Regions from separate parts of the Tachysurus vachellii genome. Here region 1 is linked to region 2. Evidence: chromatin contacts called from public Hi-C data. All regions are on one chromosome and are shown on one strand. The core of a region is the stretch at or near the end of the contact, and the rest is flanking DNA. Distances in the headings are between cores, read along the strand shown. Region 1 holds the start of LOC132847126 (mRNA decay activator protein ZFP36L2-like). Region 2 holds the start of haao (3-hydroxyanthranilate 3,4-dioxygenase).

Region 1 (6,396 bases), core at 2,664-5,163, 150 kb before region 2:
TTCTCTCACTTCCCCTATCATGTGTCTCTTCTTTTTGTTCTTTCGTTTTTTGCAGCCATCATCCAAGCAAGTCCGCTTGTGGTTAACCTCAGAGTAACTTCCCCCACATACACACAGTGTGTGTAATCATCATTTTGCTTCTCTGGCCATCTGAGACAGGGTCACGGTTTGAAAGAGAAAATGGAAAGCAAGACATCAGTAACTGACCTCTAGTTTCTGTCACCTTTGACCTGCCAAGTATCTTGCATTATTTTATTTTTTTTCTGGAAAAAAAAGCCCTGGAAAATATACACAAACCATTGACTCCCAATTCTGCATGACTTTTGTTATACATAAAGACCTTATTTGAGCTTCCTTTTGAGTTATATAACAGACATTGTGCTTCACTGTCTTATATTTCATTTGCTTTTGTTTTTTTTCTGCATCTCAATCCTGAAAATATTGTCTGCCATGTGTCCAAGCTAAGTAATATGCCTAATGAGTAGTTCCTAACAACTAGGGATTCAGAAAAAGAGCTTCTTGCTCCACAGAAAATAGATGCTTGGTACCACTAATAAATATATGAACCAGATGATGGATGTTGCATTTAAACACACATATCAAATAAAGTCATTAGGAAGTAGAGTTTTTCCCAGTTTACTGAACCACCTTCTTTGTTGGGCAACTATGAAAGAAACATTTTTTTAGCATAGATATTTATCTTGAGTTCATGGGCGACTGTTATTTCCAGCTTTGAACTCATTTTATGGCTCTGCTTGAGCCGCATAGAAAATCACGAGTAATGCACCCTATGGTTGTTTTAATATCTGGTCTTTAAGGACTTCCTGCCACACTATGCCATTTTTTAAAATTAAAGCTACACATACTGATAACCGGGGGGCACGGTGGCTTAGTGGTTAGCACGTTCGCCTCACACCTCCAGGGTCGGGGTTCGATTCCCGCCTCCACCTTGTGTGTGTGGAGTTTGCATGTTCTCCCCGTGCCTCGGGGGTTTCCTCCGGGTACTCCGGTTTCCTCCCCCGGTCCAAAGACATGCATGGTAGGTTGATTGGCATCTCTGGAAAAATTGTCCCTAGTGTGTGATTGCGTGAGTGAGTGAGTGAGTGAATGAATGAGTGTGTGTGTGTGTGTGTGCCCTGCGATGGGTTGGCACTCCGTCCAGGGTGTACCCTGCCTTGATGCCCGATGACGCCTGAGATAGGCACAGGCTCCCCGTGACCCGAGGTAGTTCGGATAAGCGGTAGAAGATGAATACTGATAACCAGAGTGATATCACTGGCTCTAGAATAGAATATGTGTAATGACTAGATTAGTAACCTGTGCCCTAAAGCATGTCTTCAAGAATATGAGAGGATGTCAAAGTTCAGCCCTTGACCTTCATTCCCTGATCTCCTTCCTTTTAACCCCCCAAAACCATTTTTTCCCCAGGTGTCGCTCAAGGAGCTGTTTCTCCCCCTGTTGCTTTGCAAATGGGAGTGGAAATTCTGTGCCAGCTGTTCCAGGTGTGGGACCAGGTGGCTGTTGGCATTATGACACTGACAGAGTGGATGCTGGGTGATAACCAGTCCGAGCTGGGCAATGAGAAAACGTTTGACTTGGTAAGAATGCAACTTATGTGTCACATTATGACTTTGTATTTACACCTTTTTGTTTTGGAGAATTTCTAAATTTTGTTTAGAGAATATTTCATTTACATCATGCTAAGGCTGAGATTCATCTCTTTAATCAATCTTTAATAGGATGAGGAGTTCCTCTTCGAGAAAAGAGAGATGAACCTGTGGGCAGAACCTCTGCAGTGGGCAACGTTGTTACACAGACACCTGTGTGCTCTGCTTACAGTACCGAGCTCACTCAGTTTGTGCCCGGCAGAGCTTGACCGTTTCTCCACCATAGCTGACGCTAACGCAGACTCGGCCCGAAGAGCACTGAGCTCCCTTCCTGCTCTGCCTCAATTCTCTGCCACCATAGAGTATGCAAAGATGACTCTGCTGAACGAGCGGGCTACACTCACTCAGAATGTGCTGGCAACAATCAGGCAAAACATCTCGAGTTGAGAACTAAAGGTCTTTCAGCTCCTTCGTACATTCTAGTAAATGACGGGAAGATCATATTGGAATGAAGTGAAAGGTTTAGAGCATTTCAAATGACCTTGTGGTGTTCACACTGACATTGACACTGATTATTTTAGAATTTCCTGGCTATTGTTGAAGGACTTTTATTACATTAACGGATTTTGTTTTTAATGTGGAATTTTTGCATATTAAAAAGGGTAAATGATTTGTAGGAATGTCTCCGACCTCAAACTGTTTTATTCAAAATAAAAAGCCAAGCTTTAATACGTTCATTTGTCTACAGTTGACTTGTGCACTTTTGTATGCAAGTGTGGGCCTGAGGGAGGGAGAAGTCACAATGCATGCATCATGACTCAAAAATGTCTTGTTCTACTATTTTCACAAAGATGAATACACATTTGTCCTTTTTGTCACAAAAAATTAGAACAGTCCAAATTTAATGATCAATTGTCTCTTTAATTTTTTTTTAAATCCACTTTTACACAATTTTGTTGTTTGAACAGTCTGTTGGCTGTTTTATTTATCTATTTATTTTCATGTTTTATATGATGGACCCTTTAACACAGATCCCAGAAAAAGAAATAGTTCAGCAGCCCCTCCTGTGTGGGTTGTTATGCAATTGCCACTAAACAGCAAGACTGGTGGCTGGCATGTGTGTAGACAGCTGGATTGCCTTGAGGGCTACATTAGTAAATGTTCTCTTACTGTACAGTGATGTAATGCCTGGGAACGGTCCAAAATAACTGACCCCTTTACATCCACACGGGTGGGGATGTGTAAGTGGGGTAGGAGGGTAATGGTGACTGAATCCCAATGATTCCCTGCTTCCTGTGCACGAGCTCGGCACTATATAAACTAGCTCACGTCTTGGCCATTAGGTGGCATACAATGCTTCTTTTAAAGAAAACATTGACCCTTAGGGGGCAGTATGGGATCGTTTTATAGAGGAACCTTTACCACATTCCTTCACATGATTTCTATTTTTCTCTCTGCTGCCTGCTTGGGGAATAGTGTGTGGATTTCAGTCGAACACTGTTAAAGCCAACACTGGGGCAGATGCTATTGTCTTTGTCTACAGGTATAGACATGTAAATAAACAAACACACACACAAACCAATCAGTTTCACTGGCAATTATACATTTGCAAAATATGTTTTCGTGATTTTGTTTTTATTACTTCTACATGTTTTATTGCTTTGATTAAACACCAAATCTTTAAACATTTGCGAAGTTATTAAAACTTGGTCACTCTGAATGAATCACTATAGGTCGATTCACTATAGGGGATTCATTCACTGAATCATTGAGTCGAGCTCTGGTTAGTAAATGATTACACAGCTTCTGCAACTCGGTACATAATGTACCAGAGAGCAGCAGATTCACTCCCATCCATCTATCCATTCGCCCTTCTCAATGCCATTAACCCATTGATCATTCATTATTATTATTTATTATTATTATTATAGTAACTGGTGTAAATATATTTGTCTTGTTTACATCACTTTAAATAATGTTTCATTGTTTAAGCAATGGGCATTGATCTATTTCACAACAAAATGACAATTTTAGGTGGCATTTCTTAACTGTGTAAATTTCTAAGAACGTCAAATCCGCGCAATGAATAAAACCGTAGTTTTTGGGAATACCGTCGGCTTTGGACTTTTCTGTACTCGCGCTTCCTCTGAAAAGTTCGACAGTAGTCTTAAGGAGTGTGGGTGGAGTGATGGACCAATCAGAATCAGCACCTTGTCGAGTCTCGAAAGTAATAGGCGTGACGACCGTCAAACAGCTTTTTTTGACCACGCCCCCTCTCACGTGAGTCTGAGGGTCGTATATGTTGGGGAGACGGCAAGTGTCTTGTGTTCTGTTGTCGCTTGACGGAGGGAGACAAGCAGCAATAAACAAAATAGCAACAAGCAAGTAACGTGTTTATTCTCGTTTCTGCTCCTCTCTCCGACCCGTTTTCACAACCCGGTCGTGTGAACTAAACGCCTCGCTTTTTGCACTACGGGATCTTTTAGTAGGTCCTCAAATGAAAGATCAACTGAGACTCAAAACTTCAGAAATAGAAATGTCTGCGACCATCCTGTCCGGTTTCTACGACATCGACATGCTGTACAAGGTAATGCTGAAGTTGTCTTTTAAAGTTTGTTTTAATTTGTGAAGAGAATTGAGCTTTAAGTCTGTAACACGATGTAGCGCGTGCGTTAGCTCGCGCTGTTTAGCTAGTCTGTGTGTGCTTGAAGCTCGTGCACGGTTTAATGTTCGCTGTTTCTAACTTTCTAACTTTGTTTCCGAACCAGGACAAGAGTCTGAACATGAACGCTCTGCATCTCAACAGTATGTTGGATAAGAAGGCGGTGGGGTCGCCGGTCACGGCTTCTGCTCTCGCTAACAACTGCTCATTCACGCAGGGATTTTTCCGGCGCAACTCCGCGAGCAGCGCTGACTGTACAAACAACGGCAACAAGTACTCGGCCTCGTGTTACAGCAACATGAAGGAGAGCTCGAGCAGCACCGCCAGCATGAACAAGGAGAACAAGTTCCGTGAGCGCGCCTACAGTGAGACGGGCGAGCGGAGTCAGCAGCTGCAGGCGTTGCAGAAACCTGGATCTCAGATCAACTCGACACGCTACAAGACTGAACTGTGTCGACCTTTCGAGGAGAACGGAGCCTGCAAGTACGGCGAGAAATGCCAGTTTGCTCACGGTTACCACGAGCTCCGCAGCCTGTCTCGCCACCCCAAGTACAAGACGGAGCCGTGCCGCACCTTCCACACCATCGGCTTCTGTCCGTACGGCCCGCGCTGCCACTTCATCCACAACGCGGACGAGCGCAGACCCGCGCCGGCCAACGCCAACAGCAGCAGCGTGCCGCCAGAGCTGAAGCAGAGCCGTGACCTGATTCATCAACAGGCCGCTTACCGAGACAGACCCAAACTCCACCACAGCCTGAGTTTCTCTGGGTTCTCAACACAACATGGACTGGACTCGCCTCTCATCGACAACCCCACATCCCGCACTCCCCCGCCGACTTCTTCCTCCGACGCTTCTCGGACCAGCGGCCCCTTTTTCGAAGACGTTCTAGCGCCGAGCGCTAATGGCGCCTTTTCCTCGTTCGCCGCTGCGCAGGACCTGAAAGCGCTGCTCGCCGCGCACGCACATGGCGGCTACCAGTCCACCCCCGCTTACTACAGCAACTTCCAGACCGCCATGGGACCCCCTTCCCCACCCTACAGCCTCGGGCCCTTGCAGGCCCTGCAGCGCCTGTCTGAGTCTCCAGTGTTCGACTCGCCCCCCAGCCCATACGACTCCATGTCGGACCGCGACAGCTACGCCAGCGGCTCTTCAGGAAGTCTCAGCGGCTCCGAGTCGCCCAGCTTGGAGGCCGGGAGACGTTTGCCAATCTTCAGCAGGCTGTCGATTTCTGATGATTAATAAGTTAGCGTGGTTGTCTTTCGTTATGTTTTGCATTGTATGGGATTCGCCCTGTTCTTTATTTCTTTAACGGACTGGAGGACTTCCTAAAGTTAACCGTTATTAAAATGGCGTCTCATTAGCGACGTGTAACTAGACGGACTTTAAAGAAACAACCAGGGGCAGGTTGACTCGTCAGACCCTTGGTGTGGCATTAGAGTTTTACTTTGTCCTGTTTTTTTTTTTTTTTTGTTTTTTTTTCCTCTTTTCTGCTCGAACCGATAGCTATGAAAGTAGATATCGACCGAAGGCATTCCACCGGTGACTTTGACCAGCATTCAGTCGCAGTGTTTTGGCTTATGAGACCATCACACTTTCCGGAGACATGGTTTTTGTGCACAAAACTTTTGAACGCGAAAGACGAAGAGATTTGAAATGATTTTTTGCCCCTCCATACTACCAAGAATATGCCTTGACAAAAAAAAAAAAAAAAGTATCAGTTCCGCAAAGTAGCCTATGTATGCGCTTCTGAACGCTTACAAAAACAAACTTCCATTCCAAAAGCTGAGAGTTTGTCGGTCACAGCGCCACCCAGTGGTTCGGTTGGGTTAGTTTAGTGTTGTTGCTTAGCTGAAGCACTCTTGTTCGGTCTGTTGGGAAAATCACTGCTGATGGTTGAATATATATATACATATATATATTTTTTTAGCTGTTTTGAGCGATTACATAGCAGTACATAACTGGCTATGACCTATTTAACTTATTTATTATCTTGTGAAAAGTATAGGCTACATTGGTAATTGTGTCCATACTGTATTTATCAAGTATGTTGAAGCAATAGATCTATATTCTTTTATTATGTTTAAATTATGATCGCCATTATTAATCTACATAAGTGGAGTGTATGT
Region 2 (7,170 bases), core at 2,381-4,880:
TAAGTGGTACAGAAATTGAATGGATGATGAATATAATCACATTTCAGTGTTCACTTTGTATTTTGTATTTTTATTTTATTTTATCATTTTGTATTTGAACTTTGTTGCCACCTCACAACTCCAGGGTCCTGGTTCAATCTTGAGCTTGATTTACTGTGTCCATATGAGTTTCCAACCGTTTCTCTAGTTTCCTAGCTCTTCTCAAAAAAAAGCTTTTGTAAATTGCCCCTATGTGAGATGGAGTGTATGAATATGTGTCTAGATGGTAGCCTTTGATGGACTGGTGTCCAGAGTGTACTTCACGCCCTACACTCACTGTAACTGGGATATGCTCTGGATCAACCACAACTCTGACCAGAAGAATGTGTAAGAAAAGAGTTCCTAAAGATGAATGAATGTGTTCTAATTTTATCCCTTAGTCCTCAAAAATGTCTAATGTAAGCAATACTGTGGGTTGAAAATAATTAGTTATTACTTGCATGTTGTTCTGCTGTGCTTTGTTTGGCTGGTGTAATGACAGTTTCCCTCACAGGATCAGTAAAGTGTATACAATACGTGTGTAATTATTAATCCATCTGTCACTCTGTCTGTGTGGAGAACTGTAGGTAATTTGGAGACGCAAAGCACAGTGACCTTTATGCCCTGAAATGACTCCATTAGCAGGCATAAAAACACTGAAGCACTGTAAAATCTTGCTTATAATTCATTTGAAGCAATCTACACTTCTGATGATCTACACAACCTTAGTGTCAACTGATAATTAAGAGTTATGAGCAGATCCTAACACTTATGCAAACTGTTTTCCACTTCTCCTGTTGTTCCACTGATCTCATGTCAGTTGTATCCTGGCCTGCATCCATTGCTTCAGAAAAAAAAGGCAGTCATATTGTTTACATCATCAGCAAGCTTCTGGTTCATTCATTCCAATGTTAGTCATTTAATCAACAATTATGAGGATGTGTTGTTATAGCCAAATGTCTGTGTTCAGGTTGATTCATCATGATATCATTTCAGAGGCCTCTAACTCATCAAAGACACTTTATCTACATTTCACACTAACAGACATGCCCCCAGTAACTAGCACTGTTATATCCATCTGAGCCATTCTTTAGACTTAGAAATACAATAGTAACATCACTGAATGCTGGGAGGAAAAATACAAGCCAGGGAACATCTACCTTTTTTTTTTATTTCACTTAGAGAGTGTTTCTATGGAGGAAAAAAGGACAGCATCATCTTTGCAATATGAATATGACTCTTAACCATTTTTTATGTTTACAGAAATGAAGCCACTTAAAGGGGGAAAAGTCTTGTGTCATTTTGTCACCATGGGGTGTATCAATATATAAAAGTACCAATTTCCTTTAAACAAACAGCATGCTTTATTTACATGCTACCAATTTAGCATAAGTTGTTTTTATTTATTTTATTGTAGTCCATTAGAAAACCTTGGACACCACTGCCACCACGTGGCTCTGAACGCCGGAAAGAAAGCAAATGCCTTATAGTTTAACTTATACCGCTCTCTGCTGTCAAAAACTGGTATAATCACTGTCAGTTAAATAATGTTTCTGACAACAGCAACAAAATCTATGAAATACTGTTAAATAAATGTTTGTACTGTGAGGAAAAAATACATTTTATGAGGTGCGTATTTTTGTAATCCTTTAATTAGATTATTAAACGTGAAGAGGGACATTAAAAATATCAACAGCTTCAAAATACGTTCTTTTAAAATCTATGACAACTGAAGGACTGTAACCATTAGTCGCTGTATCTACGGTTATTTTACAGCTGCATTTATTAATTGTATTTGAAAATACAGTATTTGATAGCTGCTTTAGATATGATCCACTTCGATGTTCGATGTAAACATATAGACATAATTCAAAAATTCGTGATTCAGTTTTAAAAATTCGTGCTCCAGGTGAGGCTCGAACTCACAACCTCGGCATTGCTCTGCATTGTACTGCTATATAAGTACCGCGCGCTAACCGATTGCGCCACTGGAGCTCCATCCACCTACTGTTCCTACAAGGCTTATAACATTTATTATTATCACTGTAAACACTCGTTTGTTTGTTTACTGATTTAACGCGAGAAATATATTTGTAACGTGTGCTTTGTATAACCGACCGATGCTTTACAATAATTAAATTAGCTGATATATTAACTAGGTCAGCTAGTTAACCGCTAGATTAGTAGCAAACAACTAGCTGTGTTTAAACGGCGCTTTCATTAACATAAACCAACATAGCAGGAAGACAAACTAGGTGACTAAGACGACTATTTATTAAACATCGGTCGAATATACTTCATGGCTTTAGTAAGGATGTTTTCACTTTTGAAAACTATTTTTTTCTTTTTTCACTTTTGCTTTTATTTCTATTTTACGTGTGCATGTTATGGAAGACCAACGGGGCCAATGTATGCGGAAATAGCCAGCTTACTTCCGGTTTAAAGAAAATGCGAGATTCTCACAGGACCAGCTTTCCACGGGTAAAAAAAAATAGGAAATTAAAGGTTTCTGTTTTAAAAAAGTGTAAAAAATAAGATGTGCCTTGCAAAATCAGACCACTGATGTTTGTTCTCAGCAACAAAAGGCCCGGATATGATTCATTATCATTCTTTTTTTTTTTTTTTTATTTCTGATGACTTTAACAAGGACAATGAGGGGCGTTTTTGGAGTTACGGCTTTTATGCTTCGTTATACACAACAAGTCAAAGTCAACCGTTAAAACACTCAGTATAAAGAAAACATATGTTGTTTGAATTATTTCTATAGCACAGTGCTTCAACTCCAGTCTCATATACACTATATATATTTTTTATATTCCACAACATCACAAGAGTGTTAACTTGCAGTCTTATATGAGTCCTCCTCTACAGCATCATGCAAAACAGTGTATGCACGTTGCATTGTTTCTTTACACTGGTTTGTCAAAAAAAAAAAAAAAAAAACAGTGAATGAGATGGAAGTAATGAAAGTAAGTAATAAAAAATAAGGGATAACAAAAACAGCTTAAGGAAATAAAAATTCATTATCAACCCCTCCTTCTAAGAACTAATGTATTTTTTCCCATTAACTTACCTTTTATCAAAGAATATATGTTTCTTTCACCAAGATTCTGTCAAGACTATAAACACTATTGTTTGAATATTTTTTACAACAGATATATAATAATATAAGACAAATAATATTGTCTCAGAATGTTCTTCCTTCCACAATTTCATCTGAATTGTTCATTAATCAACATTTGGAATTTTTGTATTCCTGCAAAGCTGCTTTGGAACAATATCCATTGTTAAATGTGCAATACTCATAAAATGTAAATATTTGTAATGTAACAATACATGGCAAACCAGTTTGATTGAGAAATATGTGTATTCTGTGCCCAGGGGACTTGGGGTTACAAGTCAAGGGACAACCTCAACAGGGTGCCAACCCATCACAGGGCACAACAATTTAGAAATGCCAGTCAGCAGATAATAGTAACAGCCAGGCTATACAAACTTCCAAAGGTTTGTATTCATGGTTAATGTATGTACTATTACATTACCAGTGAATTCTAAACAAGGATTTCAGTTAAGCATAACCTCGCTCCTACACATGGACTGTGCTCCTCCCCACCCCCTTATTCTCTCTGCCAACAGGTACAGTGTTAACGGGTGAAGAGTAAATACACAGCATGATATAAGTACTTAAAATTGCTGCTGCTATATCACCGTAGCCTAAACCAAATAAGAAAAATGACAAACGAGTCTCTTCATATCAGCATAGACAAGTGGATTAAGGAGAATGAGGATTCTTTCTTACCACCTGTCTGCAACAAATTAATGTAAGTAGAATAGATAATAATTAAGCCTAAAAGGATATGATCACACTAAAATGATCACACTAACATTATCTACACTGAAGATTAAAACTGAACTAAAATATATTATATTCAGGTTCTTCTATCAGCTAAATATCATGTATGTTGGAGGTCCAAACATACGGAAGGATTACCACATAGAAGAGGGTGAAGAGGTGAAGTATGACTTTGCAATGAAAATTGTCATAAGGGCAACTTAAGGCTCCAAATCTCTCATACTATTTATTCGATTTTTGCTCCATTGGAAGAAAGACATTGATTTTCTCAATTTCATATCACTTTGGTTTTTGACAGGCACTGTAGGTGATTGCCCTCCAATTATAAAGCACTACCGTTACTATTCAGAAAGCCTGCTGTTTTAAATTTTCTTTCTGTACATGCTAAAGAAGAACCAACCAGATCTTGAGTAGCTTTTCAGGTGCAATCTCACTTACTCACGGATCAAGTACTATTTTTTGTAACTTCTTAATGTCATTCAACTCACTCATAAATAACTATAATAATACTTATAGTTAATTTTATGGAATCTACTTAAAAAATTTTTTTTTACATGGTTTGACATGACCTTTTGTTAACTTAATAATTTTTCAATTTTAGTTTGTAAAATAGATTTAAAAAAATGGCCCACACTTGCCTTCCTTCAGTTTATCTCATGGCTACAGATTGTTTGTTAACTTTTAGGAGACACAATGCTTACACAAAGTTTAGAGGATTTGGACTTTGACCCCTCTAAAAAACAGTTACGTTTCACAATGAGAACAAAGTACCACTACCAGTTACTGTTTAGCTATGCTCACACTTCATATACTGTGTATAATTTACAATTTGATACATATGTAAAATAATAAAGTGAGTAAAAAAATAAAAATAATAAAATAAGTTGTAGTTTCAGTTAGAAAATGGTTGAATGTTAACTTATTCTTTGAATAAAATCCATTCATCTGGGCCAAATGCAAATCCCTGTTCATTAAAAAAAACCTGGGAAATTAACCAATGAGTTAAACCAGTTGTGTTAAAATAAAAATGCTACTGGTTGTATGTCCTAAGGCTGGTATGCACTGTGTGGTCAGTAGAGGTCAGTGCATGCCTAAATAGGGTGACACTTAATTGGTAAACAGTGCACATAATGGTAAAGACAACACTATAATATAGAAAAAGAGTTATATATAATTTCCTGGTGAATATTTGTTTTGGATAAACTTATTCTTTTGATAATATTTCACTTTTAAAGTAATGGATGAAATGAAACAGCACAGATGGTGTGAACCAGCTGTCATATTGTTGTTTTTGTTACTGACCTCACAGTCTCTTGTCTCAGCTGTTTTACCAGATCCGGGGTGACATGGTCTTAAAAGTGATTGAAAATGGCAACCACAAAGATGTCCACATCCGAGAAGGAGAGGTAGGAATCATGACTTTCTGCTGATTAAACTGTCAGCTTCCTTTTGCTTTCTCTGCTGTAGCTCTGATTCTGATGGTAGTCAGTTCACTGTTTCTATGCACCTATCAGAATTATCACTGGGTGTTTGGATGTGTAAATATGATGCATGTTCTAGCCCTATTTTTTGCCAGATGTTTTTGCTGCCGGCACGAATCCCTCACTCTCCTCAGAGGCAGGCCAACACAGTGGGACTAGTGGTGGAGAGGAGACGACTTCGCTCTGAGACAGACTGTCTCCGGTAACTAAGCCAGATACTACTAAAACTATGTCACATTTACTACTTTAATATTATCAATAGGTCCTCATGGAGTGGGCATAGCTTAATAATTATCATGTTTGGATTTGATTTGCATGTCTGGCCTGTGTGTATATTTTGCATGTTCGCCTTATGCTTTGGGAGTTTCCTCAAAGTACTCTGGTTTCCTCGACCAGTCCATAGACATGTGTTGTAAGCTGACTGGCATTTCTAAATTGTTGTGCCCTGTGATGGGTTGGCACCCTGTTGAGGTTGTCCCTTGACTTGTAACCCCAAGTCCCCTGGGCACAGAATACACATATTTCTCAATCAAACTGGTTTGCCATGTATTGTTAAATTACAAATATTTACATTTTATGAGTATTGCACATTTAACAATGGATATTTATCCAAAGCAGCTTTGCAGGAATACAAAAATTCCAAATGTTGATTAATGAACAATTCAGATGAAATTGTGGAAGGAAGAACATTCTGAGACAATATTATCATCATCTGATAATCACTCATCAGATGATCACTCATCTGGTGATTATAAATTATTTCAAAATAATTAATATATTTTGAAAAATATTAAAAATAATTTTATAAATAATTGTGTAACCAGGTGCTTTCGAGTCACTTATTAGTAATAGCAATCAGTGTAATTTCTGATTTCGTTAGAGCTCTAACATAGATTCCATCTGGCCAAAGCCATCAAATACTCTATGAAGGAGACCTGAGCACAAAACCGACTGCAGATAATGTATATAAATATATACATATATATATATATATATATATATATATATATATATATATATATATATATATATATATATGTATATATTTTTTTTCAGCAGGTTGTTTTTTTATTCCAGGTACTATGTGGATAACAGTACTGACATCCTGTTTGAGCGCTGGTTTTACTGTGAGAACCTGGGCACTCAGCTAGTTCCAGTTATTCAGGAGTAAGTCATTGTTATGAGTCTAAAAATGATCTCTGAGTACACACACTGTACAGACAAACTTTGCTTTTGCTGACAGATTTATGGCATCGAAGCAGCATAAGACTGGAAAGCCTGACCCAGGTAACTGCTTTTTGTCTTCTGCACCAAGTGGTCAGACTTTTGAATGTTTTTTTTATATGAACACTTCTCTTCATGTGAAGTCAATATAAATGTGACATTTATGACATTCTGATCATCAGCATTTATTTTTTTGGTTTACTTTTTACTTTACTTCTTGTGGCATGCTGTGGAAGCTCAAACACACCCCATAACGCAATATTTTGCAATCTTTTCAATATGAAGCTGATAGAATGTGCAGTGCATTCAGAAAATATTCAGATGCCTTCACTTTTTCCTCATTATTTAAAATAATTACATTTAAAAACATTTTTCCCAAAACTTTAAAAAATGTATATAAAAAATTCACTGCACTATTGCACAAGTATTCTAAACATTCAATCAGTAATCTTTTAAATCACATGCAAAAATCTGCAGTAGCTCTCAAGCACTGTCGGTTTTGACAGGGAGAAGAACTATAACTTTATTTTCAGGTCCCCTCTAGTAATGTTCAATCAGCTTCTTGTCTAGGTTCTAGTTAGTCCATTCTTGTCC

Evidence for each region. Hi-C and Micro-C count contacts between places; a contact is called where the count stands out from the background.
Region 1: a Hi-C map of blood shows a contact between it and region 2, with 7 times the contacts expected there. The contact joins the promoter of LOC132847126 here to the promoter of haao in region 2. A contact is called at or near these places in 2 of 3 Hi-C or Micro-C datasets (blood and muscle).

The regions. Positions count from the first base shown.
Region 1 is chr6:10,132,988-10,139,383 of HZAU_Pvac_v1, reverse strand. LOC132847126 (mRNA decay activator protein ZFP36L2-like) reads left to right here and starts at 3,913. Exons shown (of 2, transcript XM_060872117.1): 1 at 3,913-4,194; 2 at 4,376-6,396. The coding sequence starts at 4,105. The coding sequence ends at 5,509. thada (THADA armadillo repeat containing) reads left to right here. Exons shown (of 38, transcript XM_060872120.1): 37 at 1,429-1,598; 38 at 1,740-2,344. The coding sequence ends at 2,054.
Region 2 is chr6:9,980,651-9,987,820 of HZAU_Pvac_v1, reverse strand. haao (3-hydroxyanthranilate 3,4-dioxygenase) reads left to right here and starts at 3,630. Exons shown (of 10, transcript XM_060872116.1): 1 at 3,630-3,839; 2 at 3,952-4,030; 3 at 5,194-5,277; 4 at 5,448-5,554; 5 at 6,430-6,519; 6 at 6,596-6,639. The coding sequence starts at 3,751. trnai-uau (transfer RNA isoleucine (anticodon UAU)) reads right to left here and starts at 2,013; the gene lies at 1,920-2,013.